Regions from separate parts of the Gossypium hirsutum genome. Here region 1 is linked to region 2. Evidence: chromatin contacts called from public Hi-C data. All regions are on one chromosome and are shown on one strand. Each heading gives the region's core, a stretch centred on a gene start, on an enhancer-like site or on the middle of the called end of the contact. The rest is flanking DNA. Distances are from core to core; before and after follow the strand shown. Region 1 holds the start of LOC107952252 (protein TRANSPORT INHIBITOR RESPONSE 1-like). Region 2 has its middle 34 kb from the start of LOC107891679.

Region 1 (6,690 bases), core at 1,804-4,303, 260 kb after region 2:
AGCATATTGGCATCCCACTCGAGGGGACGAGGGATTCACGGAGAACCGTGCGTGGGCATATTAATCAATACTATTATTAATAAAATTAATGTTCGTTATTATTAATATTTAATATTAATCACGATTTCCTCTCATTAAACAACCAGCTTTACGTACAGGAGGACAACTCAGCTACCCCTTTCTTTATTGGATTTCATTGTGTGAGATTGCTAGCTAGGAACACTCACATGTACAACCTCATTTCCCCACTCATTTTTGGGACCACACCATTTATCATTATTATTATTGTTGTTGCTGCTGTTTAACATAATAATAATAATAATAATAATAATAATATTCTCTAATTCATTTTATGCATTTGCTGCTGTTTAAAATAATAATAATAATATTAAGTATTCAAATTTGTGGTTAAAATATTATGGAATATTTAAGTTTCATTTTATTTATAATGACAAACAACTTGAATCTTTGTAATTTGAAATTTGATATTGTTTTTCATGTTTAAAATCTATTTATAAAAATGCAGCTGTAATAAGCTTTCGCAATATTGGTAAATATTGAGATTTTTTTCAGTGTTTAAGTTTAAGTTTTTTTTTGTTAATTGAGTTTTAGCTCGATTGATATGAATATTATAATGAGTTGGGAAGGGCTATGAGTAGTTTTAGGTATTGTGTAAAAAAACAGACATTATCAAAACCTATAATAAGATTATTAAAAAAAAGTTAAAGTTTTTTTTTATTCAAATGCTTAAAACTATTTACAGCTCTTTCATAATTATTAAATAAGAAGATAACATATTTTAGTGTACTCACACTTATATCTTTTTTTGCTAACAACAATACTAATTACAATAGAATTAAAATTTAATCAATATTTTGAATTTAAGTTTTTATCTAGATTTATTATTATTTAAATATAGATATATTTCTCTTTTTGATCTATTGTGCTTTGTAATATAATTACTCTTGTAATTATAACTCTTTCAAAAAAAATTATAAAAATGAATTGAAATATTGATTAATTTAATACTTTATATATTATATAAGTCAAATGTGGATTCCAATGATAATTACAATACTACCTGAAAAGTTGCTGGTAGTGATTCAATTTCGTTAATTTTGATTTGATTTCGATTTAGCTATTAAATAAAATTATTCAGTTGAATTTTTTTCGCAAAATGAAAATTCGAATTAATTTATAATTTTTTGTGTAAATATAAAAAATATTATATAACTTAGTGAAGACAACTTCTTTAATTGAGAGAGTAAAAAAAAAAGATAACTTCTAAAACGAATGAGATGACGTGGTTCTGTAAAATGACGAGGGATGAAATGGACTGTGCATGCGACCGTCCCGAGCATTTCCTATTTGTATTAAACAAATTATTATCTAAATTTCAGGGCAAATTATTTAAGAATTAGTTTTAAGAAAATAAATGAATTTCATTTAAAAATATATTTTTTGTATATAATGTATGTACTGTATATACTTTAGGTAGAGACAAGCTTTTACAGTTGCGATCGATAAGGACGCTTATCTGAAGAAGCCATCCGACGGTTCAAATCTCTTCTTTTTAGCAACTTTAGATCTGGGCCGTTGAGTTTTAACCTCTCAGCTTTTTCTACATAAAAGGGACAGCTCAAGGGACTCCATGCCAAGACAGTGCAACCCCAAAATCCATGTCCTTTTCGCCAACTGACAAAACTACCCTTTTGTTCAATTGAAGTGGGAGGGCGAATAGTTTGGTAAGATGAGGAGTATTTTCGTTATTTTACAAAACCAGTTAAAGAGTCAATTATTTTCTCTGAAGACATGTACGTGCAGCCGGTTGTAATTGTGGGGACTCTTTAACCTTTTCTTTTTATTTTTTACCCTTTGCAGTAAAAATTAATATTTATTAATTACTACTTGGAAAGCTTTTTTTTTTCCGGGTTCTGTGTATTTCGACCGTACACTGTGAAAAGGTTAACCTGATCAGACGGTCTTGATCAAGGTGCATGGTGCACCCGTTCGTACTCCATTCGTTTTTCCATGACTCATCCCTTTTATAGACATGTGAAATCTAAATTATAAAAAGAAAATAATTTTTATTTATACTTGATCAATAATGATGAAATGAATCAAGGCCGTTGGAGATGAATAAATAGGGCGGGTTGTACGCGGGGACAATGATAGCATGATTTTGAATGCAAACAATTGTATATGATTGGACTGCCGTGATGTCATGACAACAAGATTTCACATCAGATCATTCCTCATTATTTATTTTTAACCCCTTTCTTGCGGTCCCCGCAATATCCGACCCCTCAGATCCAGCCCTGCTACGTGAATCATGAGATTCCTTGCACCACCATTCTCTCCCTACACATCATCACACTTTATCAGCCCCTCCAATATCTCGTTCCTTTTTTCCTTCCGATATTTATTCAAAATCTCGCTAAACATGTGCTTGATGTAGGATGGTTATACGTGGACATCCTATTTGTTTTTATACGAATTTAGGTAATATAGATAATAATAATAATTAAATTTAATATTCATAACAAATTTGAACTTGTATATTTGTTACTTAAATTCGCATTGTTCTTGTTCATATTTATTTTCTACTTAAATGTAATACAAATGGTAAATCTACTTAATAAAAAAATATACTTTTAAAATTTAGGTATAATCAAAAGGTAATACAAATGATAAATGAAATTAAATTTATAAATTATATGAAAAAAGTTATAAATATCCAACTCGTTGCTACTGCTGTGCCACTGCCCCACATCTCTTCCATATACCCGTTTTATGCGGCTCCCCTTAGTCGTCGACGGATAAGAACCTCTCTCATCGTCTATCCTACGGCCCACATCTCTCCATCACTACGTGTTACTTTCCTAATCGCCCATCAGTATCTAAGCAGACCCACAAAAAAAAAATTGAAATTCTCTCGCTTGTCCTTTATTTCCCATGACTAATTTAACCATGGTTAAAATCTAACCATTCTTACGAACACAAAAATAAAAATCCTTATCCTCTCTCGTCCATTGTGTCTGTCTTTGACTTCACTTTCTTTCTCTCTCTCAATAGCTTCCTCCCAGCCTCTGCTCCCCCTATAAGCTTCGTTAATGGCGTTTCAGATCTCAAAAAACAAACTCTAAACCTTAAGTAAACGCAAATCCTACCCAAACCCAAGACCAAAATCGAGATAAAAAAATTCATCCTTTCCTATCAAAAGCCTTCATTCATTTTTTTTTGTGTGTGTGGTTTTTTTTTTCCTTTTATTCGAGGTTTAATTAATGCATAAGAAAATGGCGTTTTCGTTCCCAGACGAGGTGCTAGAGCATGTGTTCTCGTTCATACAATCAGATAAAGACCGGAACGCGGTGTCGATGGTGTGTAAATCGTGGTACGAGATCGAGCGTTGGTGTCGGAGGAAAGTGTTTGTGGGGAACTGTTACGCTGTGAGCCCAAGGATGGTGATCAGACGTTTCCCCGAGTTTAGATCCATTGAGTTGAAAGGGAAACCGCACTTTGCGGATTTCAATCTGGTGCCGGACGGATGGGGAGGTTACGTGTTTCCTTGGATCGCGGAGATGGCTGGAGCTTATCCTTGGCTCGAAGAGATTCGACTTAAAAGGATGGTCGTTACCGACGAAAGCTTGGAGCTTATTGCTAAGTCGTTTAAGAACTTCAAAGTATTGGTGCTTTCTTCTTGTGAAGGGTTTTCAACTGATGGTCTCGCTGCCATTGCTGCTAGCTGCAAGTGAGTTTGATGAAACTTTATTCTTTTCTCCTTTTTCGGGATTTTTTTTTTGTTTTCATTTTTAGCTGAGAAAAGGAGTTGAAGTTTTCATCTTTGTGGGAGTTAAAGTAGAGCTTTTCCCCAATTTGTTTTTGGTTTTAGCTACATTTTTCTTGAATTAGTTTTTATTCATTCCCATGAACTATTTTTTTTTAAAACAAAGATGTGAAGAACTTTTAGGAGTTTGGTCTCGTGTTCTAGTTGTCTTAGTTATTTCAGCTTTTGCTTTTCTCAGATCTGAGGTCAAGTGGGGGTTCTTTTTAAGAATATCTAATGAAAATCACATGTTCTTTTTTACCTCTTCGATACCTTGTTTTGTTTGATATCAGCAGATTCGTTTTTGAGTATTGTTTTCATTATTTTGGATGGTTTCTTCATGTGAAATGTGGACTTGTTTATGCTCTTTAATTATATTCCTTTTCTCGTGATTTGTTGTTTATATAAAACCAATAATATTTGTCTTTGGGTAAACTTTTTGCTGAGTTGGGGATTGAGGGAATAATTTTTCCATAGCTATTACTGAAGATTCTGATGGTTTATTTTTTTTCTTATCATCCTACAATTATTTGGTTGTTTTTGGTTTATTAGAGAGCTGTGAAGATTTATGTTACTTCAATTTTCTTTTGATGCAAGTTCAATTGTATATAAAAAAGGTAACTTTAGCCTTGTAATCAAGTCGTTTTCAATGATAATGACAGTGATGAACTTTTAATTTTGTTCAACATTGGTGTTCTTGGATTCAACTCAGGTAGAATTGATTTGAGCTTTCATTTTTATTTTCTCTAAATCAATCTGCTTGCTGATGTAGGAATCTGAAAGAGCTGGACTTGCGAGACTGTGAAGTGGATGATTTGAGTGCGCATTGGCTCAGTCATTTTCCCGAAACATACACATCACTGGTGTCCCTTAACATTTCTTGCTTAGGGTCTGATGAAGCTAGTTTTTCAGCGTTGGAACGTCTGGTGCATAGATGTACTAACCTCAAGACTCTTCGGCTCAACCGTGCGGTGCCCCTGGATAAGATTGCCAACATTTTACGTCATGCACCGCAGCTGGTTGAATTCGGTACTGGTACCTACACGGCTGATGTACGGCCAGATGTCTACTCAGATTTGGCCGGGGTGCTTTCTAGTTGCAAGGAACTAAAGAGCTTGTCTGGATTTTGGGATGTGATCCCGGATTACCTTCCTGCCATTTACCCTGTCTGCTCTAAATTAACATCACTGAACCTGAGCTATGCTACTATACAAAGTCCTGATCTTATCAAGCTTGTAAGCCACTGTCCGAATTTGCAGCGCCTATTGGTAAGCTTATTATGGTAATGCTGGTTTATGTATTTGCATCTGGTTTTTCATTCTTAACGTAGGTTATGTTCACAGGTACTTGATTACATTGAAGATAGTGGGCTTGAGGTGCTTGCATCTAGTTGCAAGGACTTGCAAGAATTACGCGTGTTTCCATCTGATCCATTTGGTGCAGAGCCAAATGTGTCCTTGACAGAACAGGGCCTTGTTGCCGTATCTTTGGGTTGTCCCAAGCTACAATCAGTATTGTACTTCTGCCGCCGAATGTCTAATGAGGCATTAGTTACCATTGCTCGTAGCCGTCCAAACTTCACAAGGTTTCGCCTTTGTATAATTGAGCCTAAAACAGCTGATTACCTGACTCTCGAGCCACTTGATGTTGGTTTTGGAGCCATTGTTCAGTACTGCAAGGATCTCAGGCGTCTTTCCCTCTCTGGTCTTCTTACAGATCGTGTATTCGAATATATTGGGACATACGCGAAGAAACTTGAGATGCTGTCTGTGGCTTTTGCAGGAGATAGTGATTTGGGACTACATCATGTGCTTTCCGGGTGTGAAAGCCTTCGGAAACTGGAGATCAGAGATTGCCCCTTTGGTGACAAGGCTCTTTTGGCCAATGCTGCAAAGCTGGAGACAATGCGATCCCTTTGGATGTCTTCTTGCGCTGTGAGCTTCGCAGCATGTAAGCTGCTAGGTCAGAAGATGCCAAGGTTGAATGTTGAAGTTATAGATGAGAGGGGACCTCCTGATTCAAGACCAGAGAACTGCCCAGTTGATAAGCTCTACATATATAGGTCCATTGCAGGGCCAAGGTTCGACATGCCTCCTTTTGTTTGGACAATGGATGAAGATTCTGGATTGAGGCTTTCATGAGAAATTTCCTTGGATTCAGCTCGATTGATCTCAAGAATGAATGTCTCAGGTACATGTTCATTGCGTTACTCATTGTTCCCGGTTCAGTTTTATGCAGCCTAATATAATGGCGCAGACATGATTGGAGTGGGAACATAATATGGAGGCTGTTCAAGGCTTTGAGAGCTAGATTGCCATACGTGTCGCCCTTGCCTGAGCTATCGGGTACACCACGTAAAAAATTAATAAAAAGATGGAAACTCCGGTTGTTGTGTAATCAATCAAAGGTTTTATTTGTTTCCCCATTGTTACCATCTAATACAATTTATAGAATTTTGGATGTTTATGGATTTCTGTCGCCTTTTATTTTGGGGGTAGTAATCATCTAGTGGACTTAATGTTGTCATTGTTAGACTTAGTGGAGTAATAAAAGTTGAGAGTATTCAGCCCTCATCCTCTATGTATGATATTTTGATCATTGACATCAGTATGTTGGGAGCTTGAGTTGCTCTTATTACACCTCCATGCAGTTGTAGAGACAAGAATTGGACCAAACAATGCATGCGAAGGTATTGTCAAAGCTTGAATGAGTCTTTCCAAAAAAAAAAGGAGGAAGGCTGCCTTTCTCTGCTAAAAGATGAGCCCCTCCCATTTTCTTAGTGTTCCCAAACAGGCTTTTGCATTACAAGAAGAAGCAGAAAGACTTTTTGAAAGAGAGATGCATTACGATAATGAAAGCAATCC
Region 2 (6,446 bases), core at 848-3,347:
TTATCCGAGTAGCAAATACCATCAAAGAAACTATAACTGATTTAATGAGCCATTCGCAGTTTCACAGTCTGAATTTGTTCATACTTACACATGCATGGCTTAATCTTTGAGACAAGCATATGACTACTGGCAGGATCAACCAGGTAGCATTCCTCCGCGACGTCGACACTGAATGGCTCTCAACATGCCGCGTGAGCAACGAAGAGGCCATAACAGAGCACGAGCATCGTCCGTGTCAAGTGAAAAAATGCAGAGGCATCGAGAGACAATGGCCTAAACCCTACTCTCAAAAATATTTTCCGCATCCGAAAGCACGAACGAGCACCAGTGCACCGACGAGGCCACAACAATTTAAGGGGGCACACTCATGACACGGGGCACGATTGTGGTCCACCACGCACCCCAAAGGGCACGAGATGGTGAAGGGACGGCAACACATCCATAATTCCATCTGGCTTAGGTACGCAACACAGGATCCCGATCGCACTCCTTGGGTTCAATTAGAACAAGGGGAGTCAATGAAGAGGAGTGTGGCTCGACAGTTCGATGCGGGTAGCATGGAGCCTGCCAATACACACAACCAAAACACCACTCATATGCCCATTGCGTACTAGTAGTAGCACCTACGCACACCGGCCAACAACCCATCCAACCAATGTATTGGGAGGGGAGCGGAAGGAACAATGAAACGAGGGCACACCACATACGGTTGGCACGAGAACTACAAGGGACAAAATCCTATTGGGACTTGGTCGAGCCAAGACCGAGCCTACAAACTCAACTTCCGCCCCCTAGTGAGCCGTTGCCGTCAAAGGGACTTGGTACTGGGGTCACGGGCAGCTTCGAATGCAGGCAAGGCCTTGGCAAGGCCAAGGCGCAGATGGGTCGCCGACTTGGGAGGCACAAGGCATCCCTAACATGACGGGGGAAAATGGGTAAGCCGAGCTCGAGCCCATAGCAATGCATAAGCCACCCCAAGAGATCTTTGCCCGATATAGGGAACCTGGTCTTGGAGTCGTTGGCTACATTTCTATGGGCACGGGCTTGACCGGCCGAAAAATCATCACCCCGGCCACTAGCGCCGGCGATCGACCCACCACCGTTGGTGAGTCATTGCGGGACTATCCGACCCCCGTGGGGGCTGCGGACACACCCCACCTCAGGTTCGAGGGGGGCCACGTCGGGGGGCAATGGATCTCTACCCCTTAAAGAGCTAAAAAAACTTTGTCAATTTGCTACTAGGCAACATTCTTTTTTTTGAACATAAAAGACCACAAGGGTCAACTCATATTATTACATAACATCACCAATTACAGCTTCATGGATATCCGACGGATAATCCATATAAAAAAAACAGTTGTTACCTTCACTATACATTTTTTTACAAAGTAAATGGGCAACATTATTGCAAGACCGAACGGTCCAAATTAACTCGGCTGAAAGAAAGAAATTAAAATCTGCTATACAATCTTTAATACGGGTGCCTATATTTGTGACGTCATTGGCTATATTACTTAGCCTGTTGACCATTCCAACATGGTCCGTCTCAAAAAGAACATGGCCATTTATTTTTAATTTACGCGCCACTTTAATACTTTCTTCGAAGGCCACACATTCAGCCTTTTCCACCGACAACCTTCCCTCTTTAAACCCTCCACCGCCTCCTAAAACAAAGCCCTCTTCATCTCTTATGATCGTCCCATACCCGATTCTATTTTCGCCCACTGTAGCATCAAAATTTATTTTAATGAAGCCCTTTGGAGGTTTAACCCACTGTTTCTCCAGGCCAGTGTGTGAAATTAAAGGAGCATTCACCATGTTACAAATTAGAAATTCCTTATTCAGATTGCTTGCTCTTTCCCATATTACTTGAGCCTCCTCTTCTTTTCCCCTAAAAACGTAATTATTTCTATTATTCCAGCAGTTCCATAATGTTGTCATTAAGTCAGCCATAGCCCTCTTGTCAAGGACACGCATCATGTCTTCCAACCAATCAATGCAATGGTCATATTTCTTTGTGATAAAGCTCCTGGACCATCCCCCTGTCGAGAGAACTGCACTCGACGTTGGGCAGTCTTTTAAAGCATGTAACACCGTTTCTGTCTTGGCTCCACATCTCAGACATCCCTTGTCAAAGCCCTGTCTGATGGAAGCTATTTTACTGTTAGTTGGGAGAATTTCGTGTCCCACACGCCAAGTAAAAACCCGTATCTTCGGTAAAATATCAAGCTTCCATAGTGCTTTCCAAAAAAACCTATGTGGGCCATATCCCATCTTTTTTAACAGCAGCCAAGAATAAGTAGACTTTGAGGTATAGCATCTATGCAGATTATGGAACCATATTATTCTATCGTCATGGTCTATTCTCCCAATTGGGAGGTTGCAAATTTTATCCCCCCAATCCTGCCCGTACAACTTAAAGATTTTATCCCTATTCCAGCTTCTCTGATCCTTATTCCATAGGTCTGACACTCTTCTATCATTCAGGTCAAGCAAATCCATATTAAGAGCTCCACCGTTTAATCCTTCCATCCCCCAGTTATCAGCCCTTATGTTTATCTTATTTCCATTTCCTACCTGCCACCCGAATCCATTTTTGAGGGTATTTGCTGCAGCTGCAATGCTAGTCCACTTAAAAGACGCTTTATCAACCTTCTTGGAGTTGAATATATTGCCATCAGGGAAATACTTAGACGACAACACTTTATAGCAAAGTGTGTCTTTGTTATTAATAAGGCTCCAGACTTGCCTCCCCAGTAGAGCCAAGTTAAACAGTCTGATGTCCGTTATGCCAATTCCACCCATTCCTTTCGGGTGACACAATGTTTTCCACGGAAGCATCGTCCAAAATCTGCCTTTATCTTTGCCCGTCTACCATGCTCTGATCAGCTTGGATTGTATGTCATCCAGCACACCTCTAGGAGCCTTAAAGATCGACAAAGCATATGTTGGTATGGACTGAAGAACTGCTTTTATGAAGACTTCCTTACCGCCAAATGAAATGAGTCTTTTGGTCTAGCTGTTTAATCTGCATGACAGCTTGTTAATTATCTCCTGGAAAGCCACTCTTTTCTTTTTTCCTATAGGAAGTGGAAGGCCGAGATAGTTATCCAGCTTCTCAACCACCTTCATGCCAAGAATTTCACCGAAATTGTGTCTCTGTTCCCTTGGAGTATTAGGACTAAAAAGAACCATAGATTTTTCATAATTAATTTCTTGTCCTGAAACATTAGCAAAAACCTTCAGTATATGGCTAAGACAGGTAATATCACTTTGCTTATTTTTAACAAACAGTAGAGCATCGTCAGCAAAAAATAAGTGGTTAACTCTAGGTCCTTTAATACTAGCCCTAATTCCTTGTAATGATTTTTTATTCTGAGCCTGAATCATCATCCTTGACAAGGCTTCCATACAGAAAAGAAACAGATAAGGGGATAAAGGATCCCCTTGACAGAGACCCCTCTCGGGAATAATAATGTCCGATAACAAATTATTACACTTAACAAAATATCTTACCGACCGAACGCAACACATAATTTTGTCTATCCACTGCTCAGCAAACCCCATTTTCTTCATTACCTTCTCGATAAAATCTCACTCCACTCAATCATGTGCTTTACTCATATCAATCTTGATTGCTATCCCTTTGTTTGGACCATTTTTGGAGCTCGGAAGGTAATGTAGGAGTTCATGTGCGATTAAGATATTATCATGTATCATCCTTCCTGGTACGAAAGCGCTTTGATTCTGACTGATACATCCTGGGAGGGCAACTTTAAGCCGATTAGCCAAGACCTTTGAAACAATCTTGTAAATAAATCTACATAAACTAATGGGACGATAGTTAGTAATTTCACATGGATCACGAATTTTTGGAATTAATATAATCATTGTCTCATTAATATCAGCGATGTCATTTTTTCCCTTAAGAATGTCCAGATAGAATTGAACAGTTTCATTTCCAACAATCTCCCAATGATTTTTGAAAAAACTTCCCAATAGACCATAACCCCCGGAGCTTTGTGAGGGTTCATTTGTTTAATAGCTTGGAGAACTTCATTTTCCGTGTAGTCCATCGTAAGCCACTCATTCATCTCTGTAGTAACACATTCCTGAATGTACTCCATATCATGGTTTTCAACGTTCTGACCATTTGACGAAAGAGTCTCCAAAAGTAATTTTTAGCCACATTGCTGATATCTATACTATCAGTTACCCACTTCCCATCCTCATTCTTAAGCTTCTCAATGGTATTTTTCTTTAATCGACCCATAGCTCTAGCATGAAAATATCTCGTATTCCTATCCCCATCTCTTAACCATTGAGACCTTGACCTTTGAGCCCCAGTATTTTTCTTCCCTGGCATAAAGTTGGCTAAGTCTGCTCCTCATCTCCCTTAAAATGATCACACTATCGTCCCTTGTTTCAGAATCGATGGCCCGGTCAATTTTATTTTCCAACTTCCGCATATCATTTTTCATTTTTTCCCATATCTATCCCTCTGCCACGGGCCCAGGACTCCCCGAATCTTCTCTAACTTGTTAACATAATTTGTAGCTTCTCGGTTCCACTCACTGCTAATAACACTTTTTGCCTTACTATCCGTAGCCCAACATTCTTCAAATCTGAAGCATAATCTTTGGCCTCTAGGGTACTCCTTAGGCTTACTGCCCCACATGTCCCATATGATCGCATCATGATCAGACTGTGTTTGCCGCACCACCTTAGAGGTCATAAAGGGATATTTCTCAATCATAGATACCGAGGTAACAAACCTATCTAACCTTTCTTTTATCATGTTCCCCCCGCTTCTGTTGTTGACCCAAGTAAACCACCCTCTAACAGGTTTAATATCCACAAGAGCTAAATTGTCTAGGACATCTTTAAATTCATCCATATGTGCCCTCACCTTCCTTCTCCCTCCATCTTTTTCAGCTTCATTCAGGATAGCATTAAAGCCCCCCCAACCACCCAATCCTCCCTCACCAAACCACCTACCTTTTCCAACATTTCCCAAGAATTGCTTCTTAAATTTGGATTCGCATGCCCGTAAAATCCAGTTACACGGATGTTATTATGATTTTTCAACCGAACCAGGGAATCAATGTGATGCTTAGAGAAACTTTGAATGGTAACATCTATTCCTTCCTCCCACATTAACGCAAGACCGCCGCTACGTCCTTCCGAGTTCACGGCTAAACCACTCTGCATCCTGCATCTATTTTGAACCCGACTGAACTCATTTGCACTCATCTTTGCTTCGCTCAGGAAAACAATATCAGGTTTATAAGCAGCCAGCAATTGCTTTAGCTCCCTGACAGTCGCGGTATTCCCCAAACCTCGACAATTCTAACAAAAAAACTTCATGGCATGAAGAAACCCCAGACCAAGCCACAACCGAATCAAGAACCGAGACAAGAGAAAAGGAGAACGAAGCACTCCACCGGACAGAAATCAAACCAGCCAACAGGGTCTGCAAAATAAAGACACCAAACAAAAGAAAGCGAAGCGCTGTACCAATCCAACACAAGATCGAAAAGAGAACCTCAAAACCCTACAGAGACACCTTTCGATAAACACCCACCCTCATGCTTCAAGACAGAGAGAAACATGCAAGAAATTGAAACCCGAAGCAGGAAACTACAGTCAAGAGATACCCAAGAGATTAAAAACAACTTACACAAAATCTGAAGAAAACTAAGACAACCGAGTAACAATATAAAAAAAGAATATTGTAAACAAAATTCCTGTTACAGCAAGATTAACCCTACAATGAGAATATCTTGAAACAAGTCAAAAGAAGACTCTACCATTAATGTTATCTATGCAAAAAGAATCCGAACCATTAATGGCGATCATGAAAAAGATTCAAAAAACCATGCATGATACGTACAAACCCCATGCACCCTTACGAAAGAAAAAGAACAATAAAAAAGACCACAAGAAAATGACAAAACCTCGGCAAGCCCAATAAACGATCTCGTCAAAACCGTACATGCAAGCCAATCAAACACAAACGTAAGGGTGTAAAACGAAACCCTTAATCCATGCAGAAACGACTAAAAAGAACGTAGAGAAGCCAACTTCACCGCCGCTTTTCTAGTCCACCGTGGGACCCGCCACAAAGCTATCAGCGACTTATCCCGAAACAACAAGCAGAACACCCGAAAAAATGAAAACGCACCCAAAGAACACCAAGAATCGAAAGAAAAAAAAACAAAAAAGGACAAGAATCACCGTGAAGATCACTCGAAAGCACTGCAAGAACTTCTTATCCAAGCGTTTATCAAACAGGGTCTGACTATGCTAGAAAGAGAGCGTGACGAACCCCGAGTGTATTGCCCGTACTCCTCAGTAATCCTACCGCCGCTAACCCCGAAAAGAAACACGGAACCCTTTCACAATCCCAGCAAAAATCTTACAAGCTTGAAAATCACGATAACTCG

Evidence for each region. Hi-C and Micro-C count contacts between places; a contact is called where the count stands out from the background.
Region 1: a Hi-C map of leaf shows a contact between it and region 2, with 2.0 times the contacts expected there. The contact joins the promoter of LOC107952252 here to the enhancer-like site in region 2. A contact is called at or near these places in 4 of 34 Hi-C or Micro-C datasets (callus, leaf and seedling).

The regions. Positions count from the first base shown.
Region 1 is chrA08:15,013,956-15,020,645 of Gossypium_hirsutum_v2.1, forward strand. LOC107952252 (protein TRANSPORT INHIBITOR RESPONSE 1-like) reads left to right here and starts at 3,054. Exons shown (of 3, transcript NM_001327598.2): 1 at 3,054-3,751; 2 at 4,599-5,094; 3 at 5,170-6,399. The coding sequence starts at 3,285. The coding sequence ends at 5,967.
Region 2 is chrA08:14,756,599-14,763,044 of Gossypium_hirsutum_v2.1, forward strand. No RefSeq gene overlaps it. Among protein-coding and RNA genes, the nearest start is that of LOC107891679, 34 kb to the right of the region's middle. Within about 2 kb of position 2,098, at least 4 of the 9 cell types and tissues checked have an H3K27ac peak or open chromatin away from gene starts, as enhancers often do. A contact at or near this core is called in leaf, where this site is marked.